Regions from separate parts of the Mus musculus genome. Here all the other regions are linked to region 1. The links are chromatin contacts, called in public ChIA-PET, Hi-C, HiChIP or PLAC-seq and promoter capture Hi-C maps. All regions are on one chromosome and are shown on one strand. Each heading gives the region's core, a stretch centred on a gene start, on an enhancer-like site or on the middle of the called end of the contact. The rest is flanking DNA. Distances are from core to core; before and after follow the strand shown. Region 1 holds the start of Bbs10 (Bardet-Biedl syndrome 10 (human)). Region 2 overlaps 1700020G17Rik (RIKEN cDNA 1700020G17 gene). Region 3 has its middle 85 kb from the start of Gm30624. Region 4 has its middle 12 kb from the start of Gm30624. Region 5 holds the start of Csrp2 (cysteine and glycine-rich protein 2). Region 6 has its middle 18 kb from the start of Gm40763. Region 7 has its middle 11 kb from the start of Gm40763.

Region 1 (2,783 bases), core at 85-2,584:
AGGCTTGACAGGAATTTTGACAATCTCTAATATATGTTTTACTTGATACTTTATATTCTTTTAAAATAAGTGGAGTTTATACATATTTTATACATTAAAGATGAGGCTCAGCATATCTAAATGACCCCAAAAACTACACAGTAAGAATAAAGGCGGTCTGTCTTTCTCAGGTAAAAGCCTCCTGAATCACGACTACACAGTGCACTTGATTGTACTGTTTAAATGTTTGAAATATCCCACTATTTCAGTCTAAAGATAATGTCCAGTGATGAATGCAACCAAGAAAAAACACTGAAGCAGTATCATTAGACACTGAAATGCTGTTCTCCTCCCGGTCGTTTACTACTGAGTTATTGAGGAAACCTCAGGAAGGCTTTACTCATGATTTTGTCTTCCTTTCACCTCATTCTAACTTGTCCCTCAGAATCCTCTTGCCCGTGTGGGGTAAGGACACTGCTGTCAGTGTTAAACGTCATTGAATATCTATCTACAAGATCACTTTCCTGCTAACATTGACAGCTTTGTTCTGCATTCATTTCTTGTGGGTATGACAGCCTGGGTAATGATCCACCATGAGAATTTTGTGAGTAAATGACAAATACTTGGCTGTACTTCGAGTTAGAAACAGTACAAAAACTAACTTATCCACCTCGGAACTTTAAAGGTTTTTTTGGTTTTGTTTGTTTTGTTTTGTTTTACCAACTTGTTTGTTTTAAATGAGGAAAGCAGAGACAGATGGTCTCTGGCTGAAAGAAGCCCTTTAGCTATGAATCCAGCGCTCGTGCGCTCCCTAAAGCCTTTGTGTTTTACTGGGTGAAACATTTCTGCTTTGGGATGGTATACAGTACAAATGACAAATACAATTGATCATCGATGTGAATAAAAGGCAAACATCTACTTCTGCTCAAGTGGTTTAACTAGGTGGGGTTTCGTCCATACCTGAACACACACAAGGTAGCACACCCCAGCGGAAGCCACGAGCCTAGAAATGGCTATGCCCAAGCTCTCTCCGCCTGCCCTGCATTCTAAAACCGTTTGCTTGAAGGCAAGGAGAGCAAACTACACGGCAGGGGCACTAGAGAAGTAAGCTCGAGATGGGGCGGTAATCACGCCCCCGAGCCCGAGCCCTTCCCTGCAGAGACCTAGCGGTTGCAGTGGCCAGGGAGGCCCGCGGGACGTGAACCAGGAAAGTAAGGACGTCCCAGGACCACTCGAGTCTCCGCCCACCGCTGGCGGGGCTCCACCCCACCGAGGGGCATAGAGCTCTTCCGCCAATCGATGCCAAAGCTACTGCTCTTCCGCCGTTTTCCCCGCCTCTTCCGTTTCCGCCCTTCTGCGGGCCTGACCTAACGGAAGCGTTACCCGTGGTTCCTTACCCATGGCGTCCCAGGGGTCGGTGACGGCGGCTTTGCGGGTGGCCGAGGTGCTGGAGAGCATCGCGAACCGCTGCGTGGGGCCCGAGGGCGGCCAAGTGTTGTGTACGAAGCCCACCGGCGAGGTGCTGCTTAGCAGGGATGGAGGCTGCCTCCTGGAGGCGCTGCACTTAGAGCATCCCTTAGCCAGGTACCTCACTTCTCCTGCCCTCCACTAGGCGCGCATCTCCCTCAATCTCCCATCCCATCCTGAGGCCGTGGACCTGGATAAAACCAGTGTAGACATCAGAGAGCTGCCCAAACTACTAGTCCCGAGCCCCAAACCTCATCACGTGCACAGAACACTTCTTACTCTTTCCCCATCCCTGAATGAAGTAGTTAAAGGAAAAGTAAAGCAAAGCCTATATGTCAAAAGGACAATCTGTGTGCCTTATAGCTATGAAAATGTGGATTTAACCCAGAAAATCTGAGTTATTTTTTTCCCTTCCTATACAGGATGATAGTGGCGTGTGTTTCCAGTCACCTTAAAAAGACAGGAGATGGTGCTAAGACATTTATTATTTTTCTTTGCCATTTACTCAGAGGACTTCATGCAATCGGAGAAAAAGGAAAAGATTCATTCACTTCTGAAAATATTCAGAGCCATGAAAGGCATTGGAAAAACTGTTGTCAGTGGAAATCTATTTCCCAGGCTCTGCAAACGTTTCAGACACAAACCCTAGGTTGTATTGTAGACCGGAGTTTAAGCAGGCACTACCTGTCTGTCTTTTCTTCATCCACTGAAGGAAGAAAACTGTGCAGGCACTCGCTAGAGTTGCTCCTGGAAGCATACTTTTGTGGAAGAGTGGGAAGAAACAATCACAGATTCATTTCACAGTTGATGTGTGACTACGTTTTCAAGTGTATGGCTTGTGAAAGTGGGGTTGAAGTATTTGAGTTGTTGGATCACTGTTTTGCAGAGTTGAATGTTGGCGTGACAGGCCTTCCTGTTTCAGATTCTAGAATCATAGATGGCCTTGTGCTTCCCAGGGACTTTTCTATGTACTGCCCAGCAGATGGTGACATTAGGATGGTGATAGTAACAGAAATCCTCCAGCCTCAGTTTTCATCGGCTGGCTCGGAGTTTGTTCTCAATTCAGAAACACAGTTTCAGGCATCTCAGTGCTGGATCACGGACAGGACAAAAACAGTAATGAACCACTTGCGTGGTCAGAATGTAAAACTGCTCCTGACCAGTGTGAAGCAACCAGACCTGGTTATTTACTGTGCAAGACTTAATAGCATATCAGTGGTGGAGTGTTTATCAGCCGAAGAAGTTTCCCTTGTCCAGAGGATCACTGGTCTTTCTCCTTGTGTCCTACCAGAGGTTGCTTCACAGTGTGAAATTTCTGATAGTACTTTGGTGAAGTT
Region 2 (2,783 bases), core at 147-2,646, 490 kb before region 1:
TCTCAGGATTATAAGCAGTGATTTGAACAACATCCACTTTCCCTTCTCCCTCAGGTACTGGAAAACATTACATAGGGAGGACAAAGTTTAGGTGTGCCAGGTATACTGGAGTTAAAGCGCTAGAGGAGTGTCACGGTGGACACAATGTGGCCTGTGGTCATTTAACATAAAATAAATGGTAACGTTACGGCGGGAAACCCTGTACCAGCCCCACTGTTACATCTCGACAGTGCCGATTTAGTCAAGTAAGAGAGAGTGCACTGGGGTGCAATTTAATGTTACAGAAGATTTTCATGAACTTGAAAGTCAAATAAAGAACCAAAGGGATTTTATTTGATACTTAAAAATACGGAGTAGGAGTTAAGTCCGCCTGAGTGAGCAGTCAGAACTCATAATGACTGCACTCCGAACACATCTATTACAGAACAGTAGAATGCTTGGATGGCATTAGCCACGAGGTGGCACTTACCGGGTGGGGACTCATACAGCTGGCACAGGTGGGAGGTGTGTAAGGACAAGGCAAAATAGAAGAAGCCAAAGAACAAGTTAACTCTCCTTGCCTGCTGTAATCTGTGGTATAGAAGCTAAAGGCCAAGAAACGAGCAAAAAGCAGAATTTAGGAGTTAGTGATCGTCCCAGGACAACAGCAGCAAGCTGATTGATCGGTGGAAATAGACCCCTTTGGGGTTGGTTATTCTCGGCTGTGACTGATCCAGCTGTCTCCAAGATAAGTATGGCAGACTGCACCTTCGCGTAATTCCTCACTGTGAAGTGTCCCCGAGACACAGAAGTGATGCCATAACTCGAGCTGATTGAGAAAACTCAAATGGGGCTGTTTTGTAGTGTTCCATGAAAGTGGGTCTGAGGGTTACTCTCCCTCTATGCAATACCTAAGAATATGGAAAGATTCTCTCTCTGAGCATCCTCCCAGGGACCAGTGGGCAGCACGAACTTTGGACTGAGGTTCTACCACTTGATTTCCGGAATCTGGAAGCGTGTGTTAAAACATGGAAAGGGGAACAACAAATGTTGCTTTTGTGAGATTGGTGGGTCGGTAAAGTAAACATAATATTGAAACACAGAAGTGTCTGTCCTAGGTTGAGGTGGGACCTGAGAAACTGATCAAATCTAGATGCAGAGTGAGAGGATGGCTAATCAAATCCAGATGCAAGGGAAGAGGATGGCTAATCAAACCCAGATGCAATGGGAGAGGATGTGGTCTCCTGGGCGTGCTGCTATTGTAGCTGAAGGACCGTTCCATGGAGAGAAAGAATAAGAGCCATGATGCGGGACAAGAAGGGGGCCAGGAAGTTGGCAAGGGTGCTCTGAGCAACTGTTGGAACACCCCTGCCCCGTGGGCGGCCCATACTGTGGTTATTGTACCGTTGTTACAGGGTCTATTCATTGTCCTGAACACTCAGTCATGAGTCAGTCAGTCCTGACAAAACCTTAGTGTGATTGCCATCCCACATTCTAAATGATTCATGAAGGCTCAGGGAGATTAAATGAATGAATTATTGGTGTTGGAATGGAAGACCATAGTCTTAACTAATGGCTCCATCACCCTTTATGCACGCGTTATTCCTGAAGGTGGGGATATTATGCCATCGTAGACAAGACTCATACCGTCGACTCCAAAGTATAAGGATATTCTGTATTTAGTGAAATGCAGTGCTAGTATTATCTATTGTTACCAATCTGACATACTCTCCCCAAACCCTCTAGCATTATCCCCATTCTGCAAAGATCTGGAATCCCAAGTCCTTGCTTTTAACTGTAGAGCATTTCAGTCTCAAAGTTAGAGATGGGGAGGGTGGGTGATGGGGGAATGAATTGGCTTAATCCCTGGCTTATAAAAACCAAGGTTATTATAACCTAGTTAAACATTTTCAAAATTATTCACATATAAAATGAAACTGTCAAATCTTTCTCCACCTCCCTTCTGAGTCAGGTCTGAAGGCAGGCAGGCAGCCACTGAGGACCCACAGCCTGCTGGCAGGCGGTCCCGGCACATACTTGCTGACACAGCTCAAACGTCTAACTTACGTAACTTTTTTTATTTCCAAAGGAGACCTTTAAAAATACTTCCCTTTAGAGAGTAACCACAAGGAGAGGTTATACCTTGAGAAAACAAGCTGAAATAGAGAAGATAGAGCCTTTTGAAAATATTATTTTACTTTTTTACAAGTCAGAAACCATATGGAATTTCCACCCTCACACAGCACATTGATGACTTTGCCTGGCTTTCTGGAAACCTGACCCTCCAGGCTCCAAGCTCAGGAGCTTCTAGAGATGAGCTGCTGTCTGGAACTGATTCTGACAAGATGGGGCTGTCCACTCCCAGGAAGGGAGCTTGTGAAGACAGAGGTCAGAGACATCGGATTTTGATCCCTGGTGCCTTGACCTGATCTTGCTTCTCAAAATCATAATTTAGCTAATGCTGGTCTAGTAAGGCATTCCTCATGCCCTTAGCTTTTGCTTTTGAGAGTTACCAAGGATAGGACAGCACACTGCTCAGTCAGCCTGTGTGTTTCACATCTCTCTACAAGCAGTCAACCAGATAAGAACGATGAATGAGGCATGGTAGCCACGGTCCTCATTTGGTGTCCTGTGGCTTCATCTATCCTAGCTGGACATGGCTGGGGGTGGGGGGTGGGGGGGTTAAGAGCAAGCTGTTTTTCACTGAAGGGTTTTCACTCACTCAGTCAGAAGCCGAGCCATATCGTTACAAAGCCATGCAAGCTAGAGCAAGCCAGCATGTATTTCCAGTATTAGATACCATT
Region 3 (2,783 bases), core at 138-2,637, 470 kb after region 1:
TTTGGTTTATTTATTTATTTTTTAATCTACTGACAAGTTGCTTTAGTAACCCGAAGGAGTGAAGGGAAAACAGCTGCCTCACCAACCGCCTAGATACTGATTTGTTCAGATGTTTCAATGCCTCATGATACATTAAAGCCACAAAAACTTTCTCAACAACAACAACGATGATGACGACAACGACAACAACAAAAAGACACGTGGGCTACAGGTTGATAAAGATCTCAATTCTTCCTCCTTTGCCTTCCTTCATTTCCTGATAAATTTCAGGAAACATTCTCAAGTAACTATGGCCTCCTCAAGGCTCATAATTTCAAATCCTTTTGTCATTTGAAGGAGTTGGATGTTGTGTGCACTTTTAGAATAATCCCTTATGTTTTGAGTTGAACACATTTGAGAAGTTTTTCATCATCATTTAAAACATATTACTATTGTCAATGTGTGTGTGTATGCAGTGTATATGTGTGGTAATGTGTAGTGCGGTCTACGTGGAGGTCAGAGGACAAGTTTGTAGAGTTGGTTCTCTCCTAACACCTTTATAGGGGTAGAACTCTGGTGGCCATGACACCTTTACCTGATGAAACTTTTGCTGGCCCCATTTATTTATTTTTAAACTGTGGGCCTTACGTAGCACAGGCTGGCCTCCAAGTCATTGCTTAGTCAAGGATAACTGATCTTCTAATCCTCCTGCCTCTACCAACAGAGTATGGGACGACAGAATCTGCCTTCAACTAAGTTTATGTGGGACTGGGGATTGAATCTAAGAGCTCCATGCAAGCATTTTTGTTTGTTTGTTTTTTTGGGGGGGGGTGTTTTTGTTTTGTTGTTGTTGTTGTTGTTGTTGTTGTTGTTGTTTTTTGAGACAGGGTTTCTCTGTATAGCCCTGGCTGTCCTGGAACTCACTCTGTACACCAGGCTGGCCTCGAACTCAGAAATCCGCCTGCCTCTGCTTCCCAAGTGCTGGGATTAAAGGCGTGTGCCACCACCGCCCAGCTTCACGCAAGCATTCTTATCAACTGCACTGCTCCCCGACACCCGAGCTGTTCTTTAGGTAGAAGCTTTTTGAAACTACGAAAATGGTTTCTTAAAATTATTGACTATTGTCCTCATGCTGGCAATACAGAAGGAAAAGGCAAGGCCATAAAGTTTGAGAGAATGGGAATGGAAGAAAAAAGCAACCTACAGAACATTTCTTAGTAAATCATAATAACTACCATTCTCCGAAGTGTACCGCTGTGTGAACGTTTAGATCATGAATAAAGTCCGAACTGGTCTCCTGGAGACATGAAATTATGGAATGTGGAAAAAAGAAGGGCTGCAGGCAGAGCGGCTGTGATGTTCAAACTGGAATGCTTTCATTTTTAGGCATTCCTTTCAATAGAAGTAGTGAGTCATTTAGCTCTCCAGGGCTAGAGATAGCCCCCTCCCCGGCCACTGATTTTGTTTGAGGAGTATGAACCTAAGTGAAGACTGTGTCGTGAAGCTAGTGAACCTCAAATCCTCCATGTATCCCTCCTCAACTCTGAACCTCTGGGACAACCCCCCCCCCCCCAACATACACACTCTCTTGTCATGTTTAAAGCCCACCTCTGCGTTTCCACGGGGAGCAATCATCAGCGGGAAGTGATGAGGGTAACAGATACAAGCTCCCACTCTGCAGCAGCTGGGTCACCAGAGGGTTTAGCACTCAGGAGGAAACTTCACTTGCTCAGCTATTTACTTTCTTCCCCTTCCTACCTCATAACTGGCAGTTCTATTATTTAATTGTTTGACATTCATTTACCTAGTGCATGTATGTGTGTGCATGAATGGAGGTCAGAGGACAGAGGAGGGAGTTGGCACCCCTCTTAGGTGGTTTCCTGAGGTTGAACTGAGGTCATCAGGCTTGGCAGCACGCCAAACTACCACGCTACCAAACTCTCTTTCTAGCTCATTCTTTTTCCCACTTGATCATGATTGTTTTCTTCTAAAAACAAGAGTCACCAAACCTCTGAAAAGGACCAGATATAAAATATTATTGTACTTACCAGTCATACAGTCTTTGCTATAAATGCTCAACTCTGCCATTGTGTGTAAAAGTAGGCATAGGCAAATATTAATGAATGGACATATGTTCCAACAAAGCTATACTTGTAGACACTAATATTTGGACTTCATACCATTTCATGTGTTGGGAAATAACGACCCTCCTTTTGATTCCCCCACTAGTGTCATTATTCTTATCTCAGAGACTATTTTAAAATGGCTAACAAACCTTATTACCCTAGTTGGCTATAGCTTTGTTAGCCTTTGCCATAAACTGTTACGTGAGAATCCATACATTGGACTGGTACTGTCAGACAGTATGTCATGAGCATATGTAAGTGATCTTGGGTGTGGCAATAAAGGGAGATTCTGTTGTGCATGTCTAGCAAGTTACCAGATGATACAGCCGCTGGAGACCCACACATCACACCTTGAGCGGCATGGCTTACAAGCATCACACAGTTAGGTCTATCCATGGAAGGGTCTGATTTTGAGAGGGACTGGGCAGAAGTGGAGAACTGTGGTAGAGCCGAGTTGGCCTGTCTAAGTCAGGCTTGGAGAGGTTAGATGCAGGAAGACGTGGGAATAGGGGCTCAGTAGGGTGGTGACTTTTTCTCACCACTGTGGTAATATTTGACAAAAGAAATGTAAGGAAGGAAGGGTTTATTTTTATGTCATCGTTTCAAATACTTCAGTCGACTATAACAGGGAACGGATGACCCTGTGCTTGCATTGAAATCTTATCTGTGTCATGGCTG
Region 4 (2,783 bases), core at 152-2,651, 370 kb after region 1:
TATAGATTCATTAGATCGTATATTATCAGATTACAGCATAGATTCATTAGAACACACCAGGCCAATAAAGATGCCACGCTGTTGAAGACTAAGCAGATTCTGTTGATGCTCCTGCCCTTCCGTCATGACTTCCGGGTTTCTCTACTTGAACTTCTTGACGTTTTGGGTCAGATTTTTCTGTGGGGAGATGTTCTGTCCATTGTGCGGGCTTTTTTTGGTGGCATCCTGGCCTCCCCATCCACCCGAGATGCCTGCAGTGTCTCCGTCATGACAGCTGCTGTCTGGGAAGCAAAAGTGCCCTCTTCCACACATAAGAGATTATCATTGAACCAGAAGATTAAAAAGGAAATGAGTTTATATGTGTTTATATGCATGCCTGTCTGTGCATGTAAACACGCCACTGCGGTCTGAACGTTTGGGTTCTCTCAAATTCTGTGTGGAAGCAAAATCAGCAACGCCATGACTTTGCATCACGGGGCTGTGGGAGAGGTGACTTTCTCCTTCCGTGTGTGGGGTGCAGCCCCTCCTGATGATACCCAAAGGTGGGCATTTGCAGTCATGTCCTATGAAGGCCCAGTGAGAAAGTGCCCTCTATGAATCAGGAAATACTCCTTCAAAAGACAGTGACTCTGCTGTCACTGGGCTTTAAGAACTGGGACTTTAAGAACTGTGGGGAGGAAATTGCTGTCACTTGTGAAATACCCAGTTCATGGGTTCTGTTCTGCCAACCTCAGCGGATGAAGACTAATTTTCTTCTTTCTCTGAGATGTGAAACTAACAGAGGCCTTTTACAATCTCCCTAGCTTCTCATGAATAGACGGGCAGCTCGGGTAACTTTGACTTAACAGACTGATTCTCCTTCCCTTCCACTTGAAAAGCTGATTCATCCTGAAGAATGGGGTGACAGCAGATCTGATCCTTGGCTGATTAGAGCTGAGTTGGAGAGAGGCTGTCAAACCGGATCTGCCGGGCTTCGCTCTATTGAGTGAGGTCATTCAGAGTGAAACTGGAGACTCTACTGTAAACACTTGACTCCAGCAAGGCATCCCAAGGGCACTTAGCGAAGTTGTTCCTGAGCCTTTAGGGCCTGGGGAGAGATTCAGTGGGTTGACTCATTTCATTTTATTTACTTTTTCTTCCAGTAAAATCTATATTTGTTTTGAAATAGTGGTGGAGGAATTGAGGACGTCAGAATGGTGTCCTTAGGGATGTATAAGGGACAGTGTAGAAGGGATACTTATAGCTGTGTCAAGTCATAAAAGCAAAAGGTGGGGAGCAACTTTAGAGTTCGATTATCTGCGTCCCCCAACCCATCCAACCCACTGCAATGGATCCTATAGGGGAATTGAGATTAGGCACTGACCAACCAGTGTTTGGTTACTCTCTCCTTTAGCAGAGTTTGGCAGAGTTGGTCAGTTTCCTGTTGTAACAGTCTTATCTGGGCTTCCTCTATATCATGCAGAACTCCCACCCCACCCCCACCCCAGTTTGTCTCTTTTTCAGGCTTCTCTTTGTGAGGCTGTGAATGGTGGATTTTCTACACAGTTTTCTTTCTTTCCTTTGAATGCCCCTTCCCTGAGTTTGCCAGGTCCCCCAAATGCTAAAAATCTATACTCCTAGTCCAGCATTTGTTTTTTGTTTTTGTTTTTTAATTCAAACCAGACTCGCATTTTCAATTATGTCATTAACCTTTCCTCCTAGATGTCTAACAGACATCTCAGACTGAACATGGCCCCAGTAGGGCAATTGTGCCCCTTTCATCTTGTAGTGCTGGCCAGTGGCCTCACTGGGTACCCTCTTTTCTCACTGTGGTCTTTTCATCGTCCCAAGAGTGACCCCATGAACATTGTTGAAAGCCATTTTCTTAGTCCTGTCTTTGAATGACATCCCATTGACCAAGAATAAAATTCCAGGTCATTTACAATGCTCACACGACTTCAAATACCCAGTGCTGGCATTTAGTCTAGGCTCTGCCCCACAGTTACCGGACCACAGCCAGATGTGCCTGCCTCACTATAAAAGGGGCTGCTTGCCCCCTCCTCTCCCTCTCTTGCTCTCTAGAGCTCTTGCTCCTTTCTCTTCTCCTCTTGCTCCTGCCCCCCCTCTCTAGAGCTTCTGTTGCTGCCCCCTCTCAACCCTCAGCTCTTAATTATAGGCCTTTCCCATCATCCACTCCCATGTCTCCTCACACCACTCGTCGACATTACAGACTAGGTTATACACTCTACGACATTTCTTCATGAAGTGAAGGGAAGCTCACGGAGAGGCTCTGTTCCTAGGTGCCTGGCAAACGGTAGGTGTGTAATGAACACGCATATATCACCCTGCGGGTATTTCTACAACAGGAGACTGGGCCACATCCTGACCTCCAGCCCTCTAGCTCAGCCTGCTGAAGAGAGGTAGCTGGAGGGAAGCACGCTAGTTCAGAAAAGATTCATTCACATAATTCGCAGGTATAGTCAGGGAAATGGTTGGGGCTGAACTCCTAGGTGACCCTTGAGCAATTTGGCTTTGATTTCTGCGGGAAGAGGCTGTGCTGGAGCTGGGCAGGTGCATTAAATGATTTGTAGGCATTTGGGTAACCTGTTCTGAGATTTCAACGTTAATTTTTTTTTCTATCACTGTAAATAAAAATCAACCCTTGTTGTCTAGATTTTCGGACCAGACCTTTCCTTCTCCCACTTGAAAATTAGAAAAAGGGAGCCAACATGAATCTGTTCTCTATTTGTTGTTATGTTATTATTATTGCTTATCATTGTTTACAGAGGGACAGGACATTCACT
Region 5 (2,783 bases), core at 133-2,632, 380 kb before region 1:
CAGAAAAAGGACAATCGCTTGCTGAAAAAAAGGGAACATGAACTACCCTGCTTCCTTCAGTGAAAACAAACCAGAAGCCCCTCCCGTAAGAAGTGCAGCAAGCTGCGGAGGTAAAGCAAACAGATCGGAATCGTGAATGTAAGAATTGCTGGTATTTAGAAAAGCTCACAGCAGGCACCCATGCTTTCAAACTCCTGCCGCAATCTGGGGGAGATGTCAATCACTACTTGCACTGTTTTTCAACAGTCCTTGGTGGACAGAGAATCTGGCTGCAATTACGAGCTTATTTTGGATTGGGCCCAGCATACGACATAAAAAGGCATAAACCAGGCCTGTACTTTGTCACCGGAGGGGCCTTCCTCAACTCTGCCTCCTCCTACCCCCCCTAACAGGGCCTTTGGCAACGTAAGCGGGAAATTTTTTATTGTCGCAACGCGAGGGTACTGGCATCTATCAGTTAAAGTCATCCTAACCCCCACCAAAGAACTAGGCTATTAACAGCATGATGTTGCGCCTGGATGAAAGGGGTGATCGATTTGTGACAGAGGGGAGTAGTTTTGGTCGCTGCCTATTGCGGCGTGGAGGTCACCACTCTTCAAATACTAATTCTTAGGGCAACCCACTACTGATGACAGAGAAGTGGATCACCAAATGTCCTAGAATACAAACCAGATAGAGATGACATTATTTTGCTTTTTGTCTAGAACAATAATATGTCACCTCAAGCCCAGATTTTAGGTCCTTTCTGCTGTCTTCGCCGGCGAGACATCCCTGGACTTTTCGGACAACTGCAAACAATTGCAAACTGAAACCCGAAGCCTTTTGGCGCCAGGGTTTCTGCGTGGGTTGTGGGTTTCTTCCCCCCTCAGCAAAGAGTGGTGGGGGAAAGCAAAACACTTGGGGAATGAGGTGTTTTCATAACGTCATTTGTTTAGTCTAGATGAGGAATGCAGCTCTTTCGCGACAGGAAAGCTGCGGATTCCAGAAGCCGGGATTCTGACCAGAGACTATCCTGCACCGGGGAGTCCTGCACCCCGGAGGCTAACATATGGCGTTTGTGCAGTAAAGGGTGGCGGGAATCCCACGGGGCGACACCGGATCTCGCTGGCTCCGGGCCGATCCTGAGTGCTCCGGACGTCCCGGGACCGGCGGGTAGGAGCAGCCGGAGACGGTGGGAGACTCGGACGCGCGGGAAGCCGCAGGAAGAGGCGGGATTCCGGTCTTTTGTCTCGGGGCCAGAGCTCGAAACCCGCAGCGGGAGCCCAGCTCAGCGGGCCGGGCGGAGACCATCGCACACCCCGAGGGGCATGACCGATGATGGGCGTGGCGAACAAGGCCACGCCCAACATAAGTCTTTAAAAGCGGGCACACGCGCTCCCGCCAGTCTCCGGATCCGCCCGCGGCTTTCCTCGGTCAGACCTCGTTAGCTCCGCCCGCCGCGTGCTCCCTCCTCCCACTCGGGTGAGTCCTAGGAAGCCTGCAGCCCCGCGGTCCCTGTCATCTCCACCCCTGCTCCTGACTATGCTTCCACCCGTCCTCTCACTTCTGCCCCAATGCGGGGTCCACTAGCACACCTGCTGTCGCCCCCAGACCATCCCTGCCCTGGGACCTCATGTCCTTGGGGCAGGTAAATCATCCCCTGTGACCTTTAATTTTCCATCCTGTTCTCTGGGAGAGAGGCGAGCTGGGAGTTTCTCGTGGCCGCCAATGCCTCTTTTTGTAGCCCCAGGCTCCCTCCCAGGGCTGATTCTCCCCTTCGGGTAGGAGGGGTTAGAGGCTTCGGGGCTCCAGTGCCCCAAGGGTGTGTCTGCCCAGCCCTGACGACCTTCTCGGGAATTGGGTGGGTACTCTGGGGTGGTGGGCGTCTCCATACCCTCTGAGCTCCAGTTCTCCTGTGGCGAAACGGAGCTCCTGGCCATCGCCTTTGTTCGGTGGTCTCTGCCCACCCGGCACAGAAGGAACCATAGTGAAATTCTAGTTGAACATTCCTAGCTTTTCCTGGTGCTTTCTACCTTTAAAGTACAAACAAGGATACAGCATTGCTTGGTTCTGAAATTCTGCAACAGGTCCTAAAAGTCACAGTATGGGTTCAGAGCTAGATAATAGTTATAGGCATCCGTGAGGTAAGGGGTGAGGTGAGGGGAGAGCTCTTGAAACTTCTGCCCCCTTGGAAGCCAGGACTTTGAACTTTATTTGTTTACCTGATTACTTTTTGAGTAAATATTTGGTTTGACCTGTTTTGTTTGAGTCGCATACATTTTTACTTTATTAAATGCTTTTCAGTTCGGGGCGGGGGGGGGGCTGGGTGTAGTAATTTTTTAACTTGGGCAGCGAAAATAGTTAAATTATTGACTTTTTCAATGCGTGCTTAATCTCTACTTACATAAAACCAAAGAATCCAAAAAGGAAGTGATTCTTGTACCCAGATTCTTCAAGAAAGATTTAAACGGTAGATTTCAAAAGAGAGACTCATACAATCTCAACACTGCATACAAGTGACATTTGGGACCCTATTCTCTGCCATTGCCTTGTAATTGTTACTGATAATTCCTTCATTACTCCTCAAGGCTGTTTGACCCCACTTTTTATAGCCAGGTTGCCATAGACGTATACATCCCATGAGTCTCTGGAACACTGTTTGCTTAGTTATCTTGAATATGTTGGAGCACACCTCGGTGCTTGTTAACTGAATAAAGAAGGCGGGAACAGACAAGGCCCCGTTGTGGGGAGCAGTAGATATTTATTAACAGATTTCAGCCAACGTGGTGTTTTTTTTTTTTTTT
Region 6 (2,783 bases), core at 127-2,626, 360 kb after region 1:
CCCAGTTATTTATGGTGGTTTACAGCAAGGCTTATAGTCACATTGTCTACATGGTGTTTACATTTAAAAAATTACATTTGTTAAATGTGTGTGGGGGATGTGTGTGTGTGTGAACACAGTGCCATAGTATGTATGTGGAGTTCAGAGGAGAGTTTTCAGGGGTTCACCCCTTCCACCTCGTGGGAGCCAGGGATTGAACTGAGGCCATCGGTCTTGGTGGCAAGCCCCTTTGCCTCCTGAGCCAACTCACCAGCACAGCTCATGGTCCTTGACATAGAGGGGATTTGCTGTGTCCGTGGAAATGAGCCATCGTCCCCGCTGCGTTGCAGTGCTGAGCAAATGAATCTAAAACTCAGGCTCCTTTCCCTCCAGCATGGGATGGAACTATTTCAGGATGGGTGAGAATATTCATGACTCCTCAAAAGGATGGACATTAGGACGTAAGGTTATTTACAATTATGAAAATAAATATTGTACAATTCTAAAAGTTAAGAGAATAGCTCTGGGGGCTGGTGAGATGGCTCAGGGGGTAAGAGCACCCGACTGCTCTTCCAAAGGTCCAAAGTTCAAATCCCAGCAACCACATGGTGGCTCACAACCACCTGTAACAGAGATCTGATGCCCTCTTCTGGTGCGTCTGAAGACAGCTACAGTGTACTTACATATAATAAATAAAAAAAAAAAAAAAAAAAAAAAAAAAAAGAGAATAGCTCTGTGTTGATATTGCCTTGGTTCTTAAGGGCAGGATTTGTGGAGCAGTGGGTAGGGAAGGCCATGGTGGGTCTAGCAGCCTGCACAACTGGGCTGGAAGGCTGCCTTTACTAGCACTTGTGACCTTGGGGTGTTAATTAATATCTCCTAGTCTGTCTCCTCACTTCAAAAATACTAGTGATAATACTGCTATCTCATGGGATTCTTCTAAGTCTAGAGATAAAGACGACCTTGTTAGAGCACAGTGCCAGCCATTAATTTACTTACTTACTTGAGATGGGGTCTTACCATGTAGCCAAAATTGGCCTCCACCTCTGTTTATAGCTCTTGATTGCCTTTGAACTCATAAGCCTTTTACCCCTGTGTCCCGAGTGCCAGGGTTACAGGCATGTACCTTCCTGCCAGACTGGTATTTATATTCTCTTCTGAGAAAATCCAGCCCAATTCTACAAGAACCTTAATTTCGTCTGCCGTTTCTCAAAAATCATTCCTTAATTTCCCCGGGGTGTCACAGACATGAGCTCCTTGGCTGGGTCATATGAAAACACTTCCCTGAATACGGAGAGATGCGGTCGCTCCAGCAACAGGAGTCCCGGTGGCACAGGTACCCTGCAATTATTTAAGCTAGCTACTCATATCCTCCCCGCAGAGTCTTTCTACAGAGAGCATGTGAGTCACAGAGGGAATACGGCCGTCATACTGAAGTACCGAACCATGACCTATGGCTTGCCAGTCACAAGAATGGGTCTCTGTTTGTGTTCAGTGCAAGTTTTTACCTGCTTTATTGTTCTTCTGACTTCGGGCTTGTCTTTAGTTCTTTCGACTGGAAAAGGGGGAAAAAAATCTCTGACAAGAGGAGTTCTTAAGCTGCCGTTCCAGTTGACGTGAAGCTAATTCTAACTCAGACTGTTTTGCTCCGACTGCCTCAGGGTGAGGCAAGACCCTGGCATTTCTACCTCTGTGCTTCAGTCACTTGCAAGTCTTCCTTAGGTTATGGTTCTTCCTCTCCCTTTACCGTGGGCACAGTGCCCAGGTGCAGAAACTCTCAGCAGGGAATAAGAAGGACTAAGCTAATTACCAGCTATTTCCTCTTTCCAGAGCATTGTATTACTACGGTCCCCAACCTGCTTTTACAGATGCCTACAGCACACTATGCGTGTGTTTGGGTAGATAGGAACGCTTTTGGGTCTGCTGATCATTGCAGGCTTATTGGGAGGTGTAGTTCAGATCACACATCGGCACCCACTGGCTTAGCTGGCACAGCTCAGGGACGTCTTGGATCTCTGTTTGTAAATTCCGAAGACTGTTTGTTGCAGGTTAGAGGACACCGGTTGCCAGTCCAGACACTTGATGCTTGTGATGCTTGGGTACAGAGAGCATTTCCTTCCCCAGCCTCACCTTCTCATCATTAACAAAGTGAACACTGGCCCTGGGTTATTAGCGAGGTTAGAGGGAAGTATAGGACTGTGGGGACAGTCGTGACAATTGTAGCAACATTTAATTAGAAGCAATAAGAAGCTGCCCAGTGATATTTCTTGCTTTTGGGTTTAGTTTATGTCCATGGCTCAGGACACTCATCTAAGTGCTAATAACATAAGAGAGCTCTTATCTCTGCTTCAGAAGCAGAGCACACACACATACACACACACACACACACACACACACACACACTCATACACACTCATACACACATAAACACACACACATATACATACTCACACACTCACACACACTCATACATACACACACTTACACACACACACACACACACTCATACACACATAAACACACACACATATACATACTCACACACTCACACACACTCATACACACACACACTTACACTCACACACACACACACACACACAAATGTATACACAGCCGTCAAATGCTTCTAGACAGCTGGGGTAAAGTGAGTGTGACAGGCACAGCCACAGGCCTGCTGGTCTCACTTGTGCCTTGGAGATACATGCAAAGAGTGACAAGCCCTAGACAAGATCTCAGTTCTCTCCCAGGCGAGCAGCCACCTGAGCTGCCCTGGCAGGAACTTCCCTGTTGTCTCCTTGTACAAA
Region 7 (2,783 bases), core at 162-2,661, 330 kb after region 1:
TCCTGTCCAGCTTGTTTCTGTGGGACACTGTCAACTTAAAACAAGAAAGAAAAGAGAGATAACATCTAAAAAAAATTGGAAAATATGGTTTCCTCCTTCATTTTGTTTTTCTTCTGGCTTTGTTAGTGGGGGTTTTTGAAAACAGTTCCGAGTTTGATTGTAAGCTTGGTTGAAAGAGATTTGGCTTCTCTTTTATTATCTTTTTTTTCCCTAAAAGATTCATTTAACTTATAGTTCTTTGTGAAATAATTTGAAACCACCGGCTGGAAAATTGCATTAAAAAAAAAAAAACAAACCCTCCGGCCCTCAAGGTTGTGGTGAAATGTCAAGGAGACTGCTTTTTTAGGGGTGGGTGTTGTGACAACCCAGTATTGTGCTAAATGAATAGTGACAGCGAGCAGGATAGGAAACGGTCTCCTCAGGGGGCAGAAACTGAAAACCAGCTTTGAGAAATCTTTTGTTCAAAATGATTACAGACTAATTGTAAATAGCCCGGAAAAGACGCTTAACAAGGAAAAGCAGCCGGGCTAAGATGCTCTGATGCAGGGGAAGTCAGCTCCTGCTGCTGAACAGGGATGTGTCTGTGAGCTTCTAGCCTGCAGAAGTGACTCCTGTGAATGTATTTAGTTATTTTTGGTGTTCCAAGACAGAGTTTCTCTGGGTAGCCCTGGCTATTCCGGAATTGCTTTGTAGACTAGGCTGGCCTTGAATGCAGAGATCCACCTGCCTCTGCCTCCTGAGTGCTGGAATTAGAGGCCCAAATCCTTTGCATGATTTCCAAATTAGACTATTTTTTTTTTTAGATTTATTTATTTTATTCTATGCATATGAGTACTGTGCCCATCTGCATGTGTGTATGTGTACCACCCTCATCCCTGGTATTTGCAGAGGTCAGAAGAGAACATAGGACTCCTGGTACTGGAGTTACAGATGGTCATGAACCACCGTGTGGGTTCTGGGAACTAAACTGTGAGTCTCTTCAAGAGAAACAACTGCCCTTATCCTCTGGGCCATTGCTCCAGCCCATGATTTTTAAATTTTGTTCTGGCAATTGAATCTGGTGTCCAAAACAGAGCAAGAAAATTCTGGAGGAGTCTATACTGTGGAAGCATCGCTCGCTGTCAGCAGGATAATCAGTGGGAAGGGTATCCATTTTGAACGTCTTTACCTTGAGGCTACACTTTAGGAATGTAGGCTGAGAAACCAGGCCAGCCAGATGGAAACTCTCTGAGAGCCCATTCTAGTATTGATGCTAGGGATTCCCAGTGAAGATCCGTTCTTGAGGTGTGTGGTGGCAGTCCATGTGTGTGCGTGTATGTGTGTTCCTCTTAGCCAGGCTAGGCTAGGCAGTGTCCCAGTGACAAACTAAGTCCTTAGCAGCTTACATAACACAGCTCTACTGCTCTTTTGCTGTTGTGATTTTGAAAGTGCACACATCTCAGGCACGGGTTCTGTTTGCCCATGCAATCCGGGTCATAGGTAGATGAGGAGCGGCGAACACTATCCATTACCGTGCCACAGTAGCCGAGAAAGGTCTTAGATGTCTTGTACTCTCAGTGGTCTCGGTACGATGAAAGTGACTTATTTTTGTTAACTTACCGTTGCTAGCCACAAGCAATCATATGGTTCTATGCAGCTGTTAAGGGGCCGGGAAAAGCAATCCTATCCTTTATGATGTTGCTCTGTTGGTTCAGGAACTATACAACAGTCATGGGGTAGTCGGACTGTGGTCCCACACTGCCTGCTCTTTAGTTGCTTTCCCACATGGGATCCTTTGGTAGGACTGAACCTGACAGGGAAATCACACTAAACGTGTTCTCTGCTAGGTTGATGAATAACTCAGTAGGTACAGATGCTTGCCACCAAGCCTGATGACACAAGGTCCATCCTGGTACCCGTGTGGTGAAAGAGAGAAGGGTTCCTGGACGTTGTCCTCTGAGCGCTGATCTCTAACCTCTACACCTGTCCACAATGTTTGTGTGTGTGTGTAAAATTAAAATTAAAAGAATTTAGCTATGATAGATAATACACCATACGATAAGTCATACATTTAGGATGGCCTCTTTTTCTTTCTTCCTTTTTATTTTTCTGGTTTTCTGAGACAGGGTTTCTCTCACTCTAGACCAGGCTGGCTTCGAACTCACCTGAGATCTACCTGCCTCTGCCTCCTGAGTGCTGGGATTGAAGGCCACCACTGCCCAAGTAGGATGACCTCTTTAGGGTGACCTTTTAGGGATTTCTTTAACATTAGAGTAGACATTTCACCCCTGTTATAGAATTGTATTTAAAATGATCAGAAATAATTCCTCCTTATGTATTAATACATTCAAAGTTATCTCAGTTTGGCATATTGGAGCTGGTTTTCTTTGGCGGGAGGTCTCTTTTCATATTTTATCCTACTTTTTAGGCATCTGGGGATTTTGTTTTGAAAAAGGCCCATGGAAGGAGACTCAGTCTGAAGACTTGGTCTTTGTCAGACAGACAGACAGACAGACAGACAGACTCATAAAGACAGACTAACTCATAAAGTAGATGAACAGGAGAAAATAAAGGGAGCTATGGCCGATTTCTTGAACTTTAATTGTGTGCCTCCGAGTTGGTCTCAAGATGGTCAGATAAGAGTGATTCTAATATCTGTCTCTAGTTTCTCTTCATAAAGGACACAATGGCAATGTGTGCCAGGACAATTAGTCCCAAATGAGTTATTTCTTGTTATTTCTTGTGGTCAGACCAAGGAGTCATTTTCTGGTGATATGGTCTTCTTTGCTAGGTCTTAGTTTTTG

What was found. Promoter capture Hi-C pulls out the DNA fragments that hold promoters and counts their contacts. A called contact is a pair of places that touch in the nucleus more often than the background predicts. ChIA-PET counts read pairs in DNA pulled down with a chosen protein or histone mark. HiChIP or PLAC-seq counts read pairs in DNA pulled down with a chosen protein or histone mark.
Region 2: a contact with region 1 is called in a Hi-C map of the N1E-115 cell line, with 4 times the contacts expected there. The contact joins the enhancer-like site here to the promoter of Bbs10 in region 1. A contact is called at or near these places in 1 of 39 promoter capture datasets (pre-B cells) and 4 of 484 Hi-C or Micro-C datasets (the Ba/F3 cell line, the G1E-ER4 cell line, the N1E-115 cell line and 1 more).
Region 3: an HNF4G HiChIP or PLAC-seq map of pancreatic cancer cells shows a contact between it and region 1. The contact joins the enhancer-like site here to the promoter of Bbs10 in region 1. A contact is called at or near these places in 1 of 39 promoter capture datasets (liver), 1 of 115 datasets of contacts at active chromatin or transcription factors (pancreatic cancer cells) and 2 of 9 other capture datasets (macrophages and pancreatic islet).
Region 4: a contact with region 1 is called in a FOXA1 HiChIP or PLAC-seq map of pancreatic cancer cells. The contact joins the enhancer-like site here to the promoter of Bbs10 in region 1. A contact is called at or near these places in 3 of 39 promoter capture datasets (embryonic stem cells, macrophages and stem cell-derived epiblast-like cells), 1 of 484 Hi-C or Micro-C datasets (nephron progenitors), 2 of 115 datasets of contacts at active chromatin or transcription factors (embryonic stem cells and pancreatic cancer cells) and 1 of 9 other capture datasets (macrophages).
Region 5: a contact with region 1 is called in an RNA polymerase II ChIA-PET map of memory CD8 T cells, with 11 read pairs. The contact joins the promoter of Csrp2 here to the promoter of Bbs10 in region 1. A contact is called at or near these places in 1 of 39 promoter capture datasets (pre-B cells), 1 of 484 Hi-C or Micro-C datasets (embryonic stem cells), 1 of 115 datasets of contacts at active chromatin or transcription factors (memory CD8 T cells) and 1 of 9 other capture datasets (adipose tissue).
Region 6: a promoter capture Hi-C map of pre-B cells shows a contact between it and region 1, with 3 times the contacts expected there. The contact joins the enhancer-like site here to the promoter of Bbs10 in region 1. A contact is called at or near these places in 8 of 39 promoter capture datasets (the 3T3-L1 cell line, the C10 cell line, embryonic stem cells and 3 more), 1 of 15 datasets of contacts at CTCF or cohesin (pro-B cells), 9 of 484 Hi-C or Micro-C datasets (B cells, the G1E-ER4 cell line, embryonic stem cells and 1 more), 1 of 115 datasets of contacts at active chromatin or transcription factors (embryonic stem cells) and 1 of 9 other capture datasets (macrophages).
Region 7: a promoter capture Hi-C map of liver shows a contact between it and region 1, with 2.4 times the contacts expected there. The contact joins the enhancer-like site here to the promoter of Bbs10 in region 1. A contact is called at or near these places in 3 of 39 promoter capture datasets (the 3T3-L1 cell line, liver and neural stem cells) and 4 of 9 other capture datasets (adipose tissue, embryonic stem cells, liver and 1 more).

Annotation. Positions count from the first base shown.
Region 1 is chr10:111,297,345-111,300,127 of GRCm38.p6, forward strand. Bbs10 (Bardet-Biedl syndrome 10 (human)) reads left to right here and starts at 1,335. Exons shown (of 2, transcript NM_027914.1): 1 at 1,335-1,563; 2 at 1,869-2,783. The coding sequence starts at 1,379.
Region 2 is chr10:110,803,190-110,805,972 of GRCm38.p6, forward strand. The region is part of intron 2 of 1700020G17Rik (RIKEN cDNA 1700020G17 gene); the gene reads right to left. Among named protein-coding and RNA genes, the nearest start is that of Gm36808, 6.1 kb to the left of the region's middle. Within about 2 kb of position 1,397, at least 71 of the 459 cell types and tissues checked have an H3K27ac peak or open chromatin away from gene starts, as enhancers often do. A contact at or near this core is called in the N1E-115 cell line, where this site is marked.
Region 3 is chr10:111,768,399-111,771,181 of GRCm38.p6, forward strand. It overlaps the pseudogene Gm46193. Among named protein-coding and RNA genes, the nearest start is that of Gm30624, 85 kb to the left of the region's middle. Within about 2 kb of position 1,388, at least 35 of the 459 cell types and tissues checked have an H3K27ac peak or open chromatin away from gene starts, as enhancers often do. A contact at or near this core is called in pancreatic cancer cells, where this site is marked.
Region 4 is chr10:111,671,985-111,674,767 of GRCm38.p6, forward strand. No RefSeq gene overlaps it. Among named protein-coding and RNA genes, the nearest start is that of Gm30624, 12 kb to the right of the region's middle. Within about 2 kb of position 1,402, at least 155 of the 459 cell types and tissues checked have an H3K27ac peak or open chromatin away from gene starts, as enhancers often do. A contact at or near this core is called in macrophages, nephron progenitors, pancreatic cancer cells and 1 more, where this site is marked.
Region 5 is chr10:110,918,794-110,921,576 of GRCm38.p6, forward strand. It overlaps Csrp2 (cysteine and glycine-rich protein 2), which reads left to right and starts at 1,383. Exons shown (of 6, transcript NM_007792.4): 1 at 1,383-1,461.
Region 6 is chr10:111,653,230-111,656,012 of GRCm38.p6, forward strand. No RefSeq gene overlaps it. Among named protein-coding and RNA genes, the nearest start is that of Gm40763, 18 kb to the left of the region's middle. Within about 2 kb of position 1,377, at least 31 of the 459 cell types and tissues checked have an H3K27ac peak or open chromatin away from gene starts, as enhancers often do. A contact at or near this core is called in pre-B cells and pro-B cells, where this site is marked.
Region 7 is chr10:111,624,345-111,627,127 of GRCm38.p6, forward strand. No RefSeq gene overlaps it. Among named protein-coding and RNA genes, the nearest start is that of Gm40763, 11 kb to the right of the region's middle. Within about 2 kb of position 1,412, at least 18 of the 459 cell types and tissues checked have an H3K27ac peak or open chromatin away from gene starts, as enhancers often do. A contact at or near this core is called in liver, where this site is marked.